2 separate regions of the Mus musculus genome follow, and region 1 is linked to region 2. Evidence: chromatin contacts called from public HiChIP or PLAC-seq data. All regions are on one chromosome and are shown on one strand. Each heading gives the region's core, a stretch centred on a gene start, on an enhancer-like site or on the middle of the called end of the contact. The rest is flanking DNA. Distances are from core to core; before and after follow the strand shown.

Region 1 (4,806 bases), core at 821-3,320, 1.1 Mb after region 2:
GTCCAAATGAGAAAGAAGGGAACTTTGGGATGGATGTACCCAGCGGAAGGGTGTGTATCACATTACAAAGCCGCTGTAGAAGAGGGAAACATTTTTTTCAAGGAAATGAAGGAAATTTAGTGTGCTGAAGCCCTAAGAAAAATGAGACAGAGTATGAAAGGCAGGAAGCCAGGTCCAGGCCACCGAGGAGCCCTAAGCAGGAGCTGCACGTACTGATCTGAGGCTGCTTGAGAAAACTGGCATCTTGTCCTCGGCTGCTGGCAGTGGGGAAGGGAGAGGGGGACCTCTGAAACATACGTGGCAACAGCCAAAGTTCTTCATGACTGATCGGGGGTGAAGGATAGGGCATCCACCATGTGTCCAAAATGGCAGTCAAACTTCTGGCCTGGACAACTCTTCTGACAAAAGCATTCTTTATTTAAAGAGTAGTAATACCGCCAAGAAGTGAAACAGAAGGACGGAGAAGATGAGGGATCTATGACTCCACCTTACTGGGGGGCTGTAGGCAATAATAGTGGGGCTCATCAAAACCTACAAGAGGATGAGAAGTCAAAAGCAAAAACATGAGGAGGAAGCGGGGCCCAGAACAGAGCCCAGGGGGAAACCAACTTTTAAAATCTCAATTTCTCTGTCTCTGTCTGATTCTGCCTCTCTCTGTCTCTCCGTGTGTGTGTGTGTGTGTGTGTGTGTGTGTGTGTGTGTGTGTGTGTGTGTGTATGTGTGTGCATAATGTCATTTTGGTGTGTGTGTTCATGTGTTAGAATGCAGGCACACTTGTGGAGTTAAAGGAAAACCTTGCGTTGTTAGTTTGTTTGGGACAGGGTCATTTGCTCGATGCTCTGTGTGACAGGGCTCATGAGCTTTCCCGGGAATTCTTCTATCTCAGATCCTCATCTTGCAGTGGGGGCACTGAGGTCAGACACATACCCACTGAGCCATCACTCCTGCTCAGAAAACCAACTCTTAAAGCCTAGCCAGAAGAATCCTGTCCCAGGAAGGACAATAAGGACAAGGAACCAGGCTGGGGGGGAGGGGGGAGGGGGGATTCAGAAACAAGTTATACTACAGAGGCCCCGGGTGGTGTGGGGACATAAACCTTCGAGGTAGGAATATCACCCCAACCCAGGGTTGCTGCCCAGTACCAAGGAGGGTATCATGCTGGCACTGGCATGACTGAGTTCTGTGGAAGCCATACCCCACCCCACCCCTGCATACCTGCAACACCTCCCTCTGTCACTAACAATGACATTGGGGAGGAGACAGGATCCCACAGCTTTAGACCTCCCTGCCCAAGAAAGATGCAACAGAAGACCCCGCTGTGGGGCTCCTTCCCCTGGTGACTTTTTCACTGAGCTGAACGACCACCTGTTTCTCCCAAATATCAGAGCATCATCCAAATTCTCTGCACTGTGCGCTGGGATGCTTTCGAGCCTGGGTCTCTTTCTTGGATCCCAGGAAAACAGGCTGAAACCCTGGTAGGTAGATAAAAAGACACGGATTGCCTAGAGCCCCTCAGGCCACTCGGTGATTCCTCCCGCACCCGCCATGGCAGCAGTTGAGCAAGAACATTAGTGTAACCTGTGTGGGGGAGTGACTATGAGCTTACCGACTCTACCTCCTTCCGAAGAGCAAGCTCCCACAAACCCTTTTCCCTCCTCCACCTAGTCCCTTCGCTGGCATGGTTCTCTTTCCTACGCAGAATTTATGCAGTTACTCGCTTTCACAAGCACCCAGGCAGGCTGTCTGGAGGCACCACCTGCTGCCAAGGCTATGGCTGAGGAGATCAGCAAACACTATCAGGGAGCCAGGCACCCAGTGGACCTATTTTCTGCTCCTTCAGCCAAGCACCCCCTGTAGCCGACTCCTGGGGCCCTTGCCAGATCCTGCCACGCATAGATCCTGCAGGGGAGAGCAAGAGACTGAGCACAGGGTCTTCCCTGGCTGCGCCCCTGCACGTGCACGCGGGCAGGTGTCCCTCCCCTCCCCCTTCGATTCCTGCGCAGGGCTGTGGTCCTTTGTGTCTGAGTCTCCTCGCGCGCGTCTGCTCTAGACTGGGTGGGGTGGGGGAAGCCGGAAGCGGCGTCTGGGACTTGAAAAATGCCTAGAAGGGTGGACCTTTCCATTCACAGCCCCGACCCCCTCCAGGGCCTCCATCCCCCTCCCCCATCATCCTCCTGCAAGCCCACACCACATCACCTCACCTCTCTTTCTCAGTTTCCTCTCCCCCACCCCCCGCCCCCGCCCAGGTCATCTGGATGTCATTGTCCCTGTGGTGGTTCCCCAGCTACGAGTTTGCATTCGCTGCCCCCACGTGTACGGAACTAAACGCACTAAAGCACCCCCACTCTGCATACCCTATACAACTTCACTTCCGGGGAAGACTCTCCAGGTACCTCATTCCCTGGCTCCATGATCCTCATAAAGAATGGCTTCTTTATCCCCAAAGAGTAATGAAAGGGGCCTAGGGGATATTTAACAAGAGCAGGGGGCACCGCCAGGAAGGGGACTACGTTTTTTTTGTGTTGAACAGTGGGTGGATGTGCTGCCTTGTGAGGCTTGGGCCAATTTCGTCCTTTCCTTAAGAATATAGGAGAGCAGTCTAATTCCCCTCCGCTCCTCTAAACGCAGACTTGGGAGGGGTGTGTGTGGACGGCTATACAGTGAACCCCATTAAAATGTTTTCCTTTTATTTAGCTTCAAAAGCTGTTACTTCATTCGATAACAGCATATATATATATATATATATATATATATATATATATATATATATGTATGTATGTATGCTGAAAAAGATCAGCAAAAACCTAGGACATTGTTGCTTTAAGAATCTAGACGAAAACACCTTAAATGAACTCTGCAGCAGACAGTTGAAGGGGGAAAAAAAAAAGCCCTTCTCTGGCCCTTGCTGCTTTTTGCCATTATTCATGATGTAATTTTTCAGGTGTTAGTTTGGCAGAGAAAGATTGGAACTGGGCTTGTTGCTAGGACATGAATGAAGAAGAGGAATCTCATTGGTTCCCCAGTACTTGTCTGGAGCCAATGAGATGGAAGGGGATGGAGTTGGGAGGGAGGCCACCAGGAAAAAAAAACAGAGAGAGAGAGAGAGAGAGAGAGAGAGAGAGAGAGAGAGAGAGAGAGAGAGAGGGAGGGAGGGAGGGAGGGAGGGAGGGAGGGAGGGAGGGAGGGAGGGAGGGAGGGAGGGAGGGAGGGAGAGAGAGAGAGAGAGAGAGAGAGAGAGAGAGAGAGAGAGAGGGAGGGAGGGAGGGAGGGAGGGAGGGAGGGAGAGAGAGAGAGAGAGAGAGAGGGAGGGAGGGAGGGAGGGAGGGAGAGAGAGAGAGAGAGAGAGAGAGAGAGAGAGAGAGGAGAGAGAGAGAGAGAGAGAGAGAGAGAGAGAGAGAGAGAGAGAGAGAGAGAGAGAGAGAGAGAACACTTCGGCCAGACTATTAATGCTTTGCTATGTTAAAATGAAGTGGAATACTGTGAAGGTGGGGTATTTTAGAGTATCTTAGGGTGTGGATGGTCAGTGGTGCCCAATGGACCAAGGCTGAAAAAATAAGCATTTAAGAGGCAGCTTTGTGTCGACTACCCTGGGTTTTTCTAATAATTCATTGTCATTGCCAGTCTGGAGCAAGATGCAAGCAAGGCCTCCTATGTTTAACACCCTTAACCCGCTGCCACACACCGTCTGGGGTCTGCAATGATGCTAAAGCTGGAGGCAGGAATGCTGGTGCACAGGCGCTGGGATTTTTCCTCTAGTCTTGACTAAGTGAACCCCAAATAACCTTCTGCTGTGTAAGTGAACCGGCTCTTGGTGTGAACTGGGACTCAACATGTTATCTGCCCAAGGCATTGGAACAGGCTCCCATCACACATTGCCATGGGCATCTCAGTGGGTAACAAGATCTGGCCCAGCCAAACCCCCAGTTCCAATGCCTTCCACATGGCCGAACACTGCAGCAAAGAATGTCACTGGGTTTCCTGACCAGCGGTATAAAATGGTCACCCACTTAAGCATTTTGAGCCCCAGGCTCCTGGCTAGCACAGTAAGTGACTCTGGGTGCCAATCATGCCTGGTTGCTTGATTTTGAGCAGTTCTTTGCAAGTAGGGAGGAAGAGGTGTACTGAGCCTGCAAGGCCCCGTCTTTTCCTCCGGGAGTTCTACAGGGCCTAACAAACACTGCTGCTTACCATCACCTATTGTCTGAGCTGCAGCTGTATCCCACACCTTTTTCTTTAATAACTGGGCAGGGCTTTGAGCTGAGTGATTTGAAACACACACAATAAATTGACTTCTATTGGGTTATAGACCAGGCTGGTTTATTTACACCCTGGAGGAGGCTCAACCTCTGCCAGATTCCTGACTTCAGAGATTTTGTGGCTGCCGTCCAGCAACATAAAAGGATTTTTCCTTGTAACCGGAGCACTTCCTAAAACCACAGGCAGTTTCAATCAATTACCATCTCTGGATGCAATACAAAAATTTTAAGGGACTCAAAAGGACCAGGACTGTTTTTGACCACAAGTCTTTCTGGATCCATAGCAGGAATTGATTTGATATTGATTTTTTTTCCTCCTTGTCTGTTCCTGGGTCCTCCCCTGTTGCTGCAGATTTAGGAGGATAGAGGGTGGTGCACGGATAGAAAACAGGAAGAGGTGAGACAAGAAAGATTTCTAAACAGGCCTTCTTTTTCTGTCAACCTAACAAAGCGGAGGCTCTGTTCACGTAGCTCCATGTGCGGACCCTAATTGTCACCCTTCAGGTGACAGGTACCATGTGAGCCTCAGTTCAAAGCCAAAGTCAAAGCT
Region 2 (4,892 bases), core at 497-2,996:
AGAGAGTAGATTGATATTCTTTTGCTGCGTAGGGATGATTGATATCCATTTGCTACATTCACGCTTCGAGTGGAGGTGGGTGGACTTCCTTTATGTGTGGACCATCACCCCAGTTCCTCTTCAACATTTTCTTCTATCTCCCTCAGTCCCAAAATCGATGACTTGACCAGGAAGCTGGTTAGGGAACTTCTGTAGAGTCTACTGTCTTTCCTTTCGGAGGTCATCTCCCCTCTGCCTTCACTTCCTACAATTACAAACTTTAAGACACAAGTCCCCTTCCAGACAAAGAGGAACACTTCTGACTTCATTTAAGTGGTCTCGGTCCCTTACCAAGCTCTCCTTTCACTGGCTGCTGCCAGGCTTCCTTCCTCTGTTTCCTCCCCCTATCTGCTTACCAGTGTGTCCGGGTGGTACAGGACACTCCCACTTCCCGGAGCACTGAAGTTTGGGGCCTAATTGATTCTGGTAATTAATTTGTTCTACCTGCTAGATCAGATGGAAATCCTACTGCAGCGCCCGAGGATTAACACTTGACTTCGCAGCACCTCTGCTAATTATCTAATAGCATGGGTTGTGAGGACTCAGTCTCTGTTAAAACACTTTTGCTATTAGCTGTAGTGATTGGAATTGTGATGACGACTAGATATCAACAAATTAGAGCTTAAAAATGAGGAGATGGAAGAGAAGTGGCTTCTTTTAATTTCCCCGAATTTAACATCAATAATTAGAGCAATTTTCAGAGATGCGAGCCCAAATTACTCCTGCTGTGCTGTAGATGATCACCTTAATTTTAGCAAATTGACTCCAGGGAAATAAATGTGACAGATTAGAAAAAGACAAACAGAAAAAAAAAGGAAAAGATTGGAAAGAAGAGTAAGGAAAGAGGCAGAGGAAAAAGAGAGGGAATAAAATCTAACACAGTGATGGGGACCCTGTAGCTGGAACTGGTGATGTGGCAGAAATAGCAAAGAACTGTAAGACTGAAGTGAAGAGCAGCCAGGAGGGCGGCAGGGAAAGGTGACTACGGACAGATTTAAAATGACCAAGTCTGTGATGCACATAGACCCCCTCTGTCCACTCCTTAAATTCCCGATAAAGAATCTTCCACCTGTCATCTTTATTTCCCCCAACAATTCAATCATCCCTGTTGTCAATTTAATCTAACTCTAGCAACTTGGTGTAGCGGACAGAGTGCATCTTCATTTCTTCACTTCTCTTTTCCTTTTGCTTTCGATTACTGAAACTCTTTAAAAGACAACAAACTGGCTCAAATGCTTGAGTTAAGTGCTTTAATCCTAGGCTATTGGGACTCTCTTGGTGTTCTCTCTAAGAGGCAGGTCGTTAAACAACGGTGAAAAAAAATCATTTTCCGTCTTTTAAAAAGACGGAACACAGGAGGCAGCGCTTGCAGGAGAGGGGTAGAAACTGGGGTCTAGAAACCGTATAGGAACCCATTGGGCTCAGCACTCCCTGCTTGGCCAGACGCATTCAGCACCGCGGACAGATCCCCGCCCCGCCCCGAGCCCACCCCACCCTCCCCTCTGCCTCTGCAGCCTCCCTATTGGTTCGCCGGGCTCCCCTCTCCAAGCTGCCAATTCTCCAACACACAGAACCAACCTACCCCGGCGCTGGAGAGGCAAGAAGACAAGCGCCGGGGATAGCCCAGGTCCGTATAGCTGCCGGGATCTGAGCCTGGGCGATCAGGAGCAGCTGCAGGCTCTTGAGTAGGCCTGCCGGGAAGCTGTTTGCTTCCTGCACTTTGTCCGGGCCCTCGCCCTGTGACAGGCGCTCTGCAAGATGAATCTCAACTTCACTTCCCCTCTTCATCCAGCATCTTCTCAGAGGCCCACGTCGTTTTTCATCGAGGACATTCTGCTACACAAGCCCAAGCCGTTGAGGGAAGTGGCCCCTGACCACTTTGCCAGCTCTCTGGCCTCTAGGGTGCCTTTGCTAGACTATGGCTACCCCCTTATGCCCACACCCACCCTCCTCACCCCTCACGCTCATCATCCTCTGCATAAGGGAGATCACCACCATCCTTATTTCCTGACCACCTCAGGTAAGTAACAGAGGCCTCTAGGAGTAGGGAGTGGGCTTTTTTTTTTTTTCATCCCCCAGAGCAGAGACTATATCAGTCCCGGTGGTCTTCTCCTTCGGTAGCAGTGGAAGGTTAGGGACATGGTTGAGAGCTCCCTTGAAGCAGGCCAACGGAAGGGAGCAATTTCTGGTCACTTCACAGTTTGTATAACTAGACAGGGATTGTGTCTGGCCAGAGGAAGCTGGAGTAGATAGATGTGATCATATTCCTGGTGGGCAGTGTTTCTTCCAGGCAACTTTGGCTCATCTCTCAATGCCACTTCTAAACTTCCTCCACGTCAGGAGGGTTCCTCAACCATCTTGACCTAGGGAAATGGCACTGAACTTTCCAGTGTGTGTGTGTGTGTGGGGGGCATGAAAAGGCTTCACCTGGCCCGCTCTCTTCTGCTAGGTTGGGTCAGGAACATTTGCAGATTCTGCAGGAGACATAGAAGTGAGGGAGGGCCGGGGGTAGTCTGCCACTGGCAGGAAGGGGTCGGGGCAGAAGGGAGCTGCAGTTCTCCAATGACCTTCACTTCCCGTGTTCAACATTTAACTCATAAGCAGTCTGCTTGGCTTCCTTGCTCTGGCCCAGTTGCTGGAGTCGCTGAAATATTTCAGATTTACTGTTTGACAATGAGTGGGGATTGGTAAAGTAAGACTGGGCCTGCAAATGCTGGGGGATGTCTGCATTGTGTTCCTTTATTTGTTTCTCTCAGTCTGCACGAACACTTTCTTCCCTAGCATTTCCAGTCCAGCCACACAGAGAAATCTTCTAGTTCAGTTGCTGAGCACAGTAGTAAGCTGGTTCTAGTGGGGGCTGAGGGAAGGGGGCAGACGATGTATGGAATACAGGCACTCAAATCCAGGAAAAAAGTGCTGAAAGTCTAGGACAGTAAAACCCGCTCAAAAGCTCTAGGTTAACGAGGCGCGATCTTAAGGCTCCTGGAGAAATCAGCATTGCTCCCTGGCTTTGACACCTGCCTGAAAATATACTCTTTTCCCAGTACTGGTGTTGGGCAAAATTCATGGTGCTGAAATGCTTGATTGTCGTTTTCCTCTCCTGGGCATTGGCAGATACTGGTGTCTGAGGCCCGGATGCTTGGGGCGCCTAATATACCAGGTAAAGCTGAGAGGGTCGCGAAACGGAAGCATCCAGCGAAAAGTCGCTCAGCTCTCCTGATGCTGGGCTCGGAGTCGGAGAGAAATGGTTTAGGATCAGACTAGGGAGTGGGGTCTCCAGGGCAACCCTGCTACTGACAAGGAAATGTCACGGGCCAGCGCCACAGTTTCTCGGAATATGCGTTTTTTCGCGCTGTATTTGGTTGATGGAAGGATGAGAACGACCAGGAAAAAGGTGCTTTTTAGAGTTGAGTTATTAACCGCATAGCACAGTACTCAGTGTTTGTTGGTAGGGGTCTGGATAGATGCAGGTGGACAATCCTTGTCCAACTTCGGACTTTTGCAAGCAAACTTTGAAGGCCTAACAGATAACTGGAAGTGTGCGCAGGTTCTGAAGAAGTTTCCCCAGAAAGATATATTTTTTCTTTTTTCTTTCTTTTTTTTTAAAGGGCCTCTAGATCTTTTATCTATTTTTCTTTTCTGTTTTCTTTGCTGTTTTTTATTTGAATTTTGGGATGGCCTTCTAGGAAAAGATCCCCAAGCGCTATTTTGTGGCTCCTCTTCCGGCTGTTATTGAGAGATGGGTTCCAGGAGCTTTGGAGCAAGTAGGAGAGAGGGAGGGAACGCTGGGCGCTGGGATGGAGTGGAGCGGGAGGATGGAGGATGCTTCCTCCGAATGCGGGCTCTGTCCGTCAGACTGCTCTTGTCTCTGTAGGGATGCCGGTCCCGGCGCTGTTCCCGCACCCGCAGCACGCGGAGTTGCCCGGGAAGCACTGCCGCCGCCGCAAAGCTCGCACGGTGTTTTCTGACTCGCAGCTCTCCGGCCTGGAGAAAAGGTTCGAAATCCAGCGCTACCTGTCGACGCCAGAGCGTGTGGAGCTGGCCACTGCCCTCAGCCTCTCAGAGACTCAGGTGAGCAGGAGTCGGGAGGATGCCCCGGATTCTGCGTCCTGCTCTTCCCTCCTCAACTCTGAAGTAGTTCCACAAGGATCAAGTACAAATGATCCTCCCTCCTCGCCTTTCAGCATGTTTCCAAGATCCGACAGAATTTATACCCAATTTTTACATTAGGCTTACCTACCCGGCTCTACTGGAGAGGGAAAATCACTTTGATTCGGCTGTCACCTCCAAGTCACACCATGGTTCTTTTTATTTCTCTTCTGCCCTTCATCCTAAGGGTGTGACAAGCTGGGTTAGAGAGGGTCTTGTTTGTGGAGGAACTTGAACAATTTACTCTTTGTTTTGTTTAGGAGAGGGTATCACTATGTAGCCCAGGCTGGCCCAGAACCCAATCTTCCTGCGTCAACCCCTGTGTGTGGGCTGCCAGTTCACACCACCCCTCGGCTTTCCTCTTACCCCTCCTCACTGCACCCCCCTCATGTCTTATTTCAGTCAACCTTACACGCACCTCAGCAAGTCTGCACAGATACCCCAGGGTGCTCTACATAGTTTACCTCTCCTTTTTTCGTTTTTGCTCTCTCTCTCTCTCTCTCTCTCTCTCTCTCTCTCTCTCTCTCTCTCTCTCTCTCTCTCTCTCTCTCTCTCTCTCCCTCCTTTCCTTCCTTCTCTCCTTTCTTTTTTGTCTTTTGTCCAGCCCCCCACCTCTTCCTTCATTTCACCTCATGATCTTGCTGTGAAATCATTAGCCATTCAGACTAAAATCCCCTCCAAAGAAAACCAGTCAGTTCATTCCA

What was found. HiChIP or PLAC-seq counts read pairs in DNA pulled down with a chosen protein or histone mark.
Region 1: a contact with region 2 is called in an H3K27ac HiChIP or PLAC-seq map of embryonic stem cells, with 4 times the contacts expected there. The contact joins the enhancer-like site here to the promoter of Bsx in region 2. A contact is called at or near these places in 1 of 39 promoter capture datasets (hippocampal neurons), 1 of 484 Hi-C or Micro-C datasets (embryonic stem cells), 1 of 115 datasets of contacts at active chromatin or transcription factors (embryonic stem cells) and 1 of 9 other capture datasets (embryonic stem cells).

The regions. Positions count from the first base shown.
Region 1 is chr9:41,933,826-41,938,631 of GRCm38.p6, forward strand. No RefSeq gene overlaps it. Among named protein-coding and RNA genes, the nearest start is that of Gm36227, 17 kb to the left of the region's middle. Within about 2 kb of position 2,071, at least 142 of the 459 cell types and tissues checked have an H3K27ac peak or open chromatin away from gene starts, as enhancers often do. A contact at or near this core is called in embryonic stem cells and hippocampal neurons, where this site is marked.
Region 2 is chr9:40,872,381-40,877,272 of GRCm38.p6, forward strand. It overlaps Bsx (brain specific homeobox), which reads left to right and starts at 1,747. Exons shown (of 3, transcript NM_178245.3): 1 at 1,747-2,059; 2 at 3,914-4,110. The coding sequence starts at 1,798.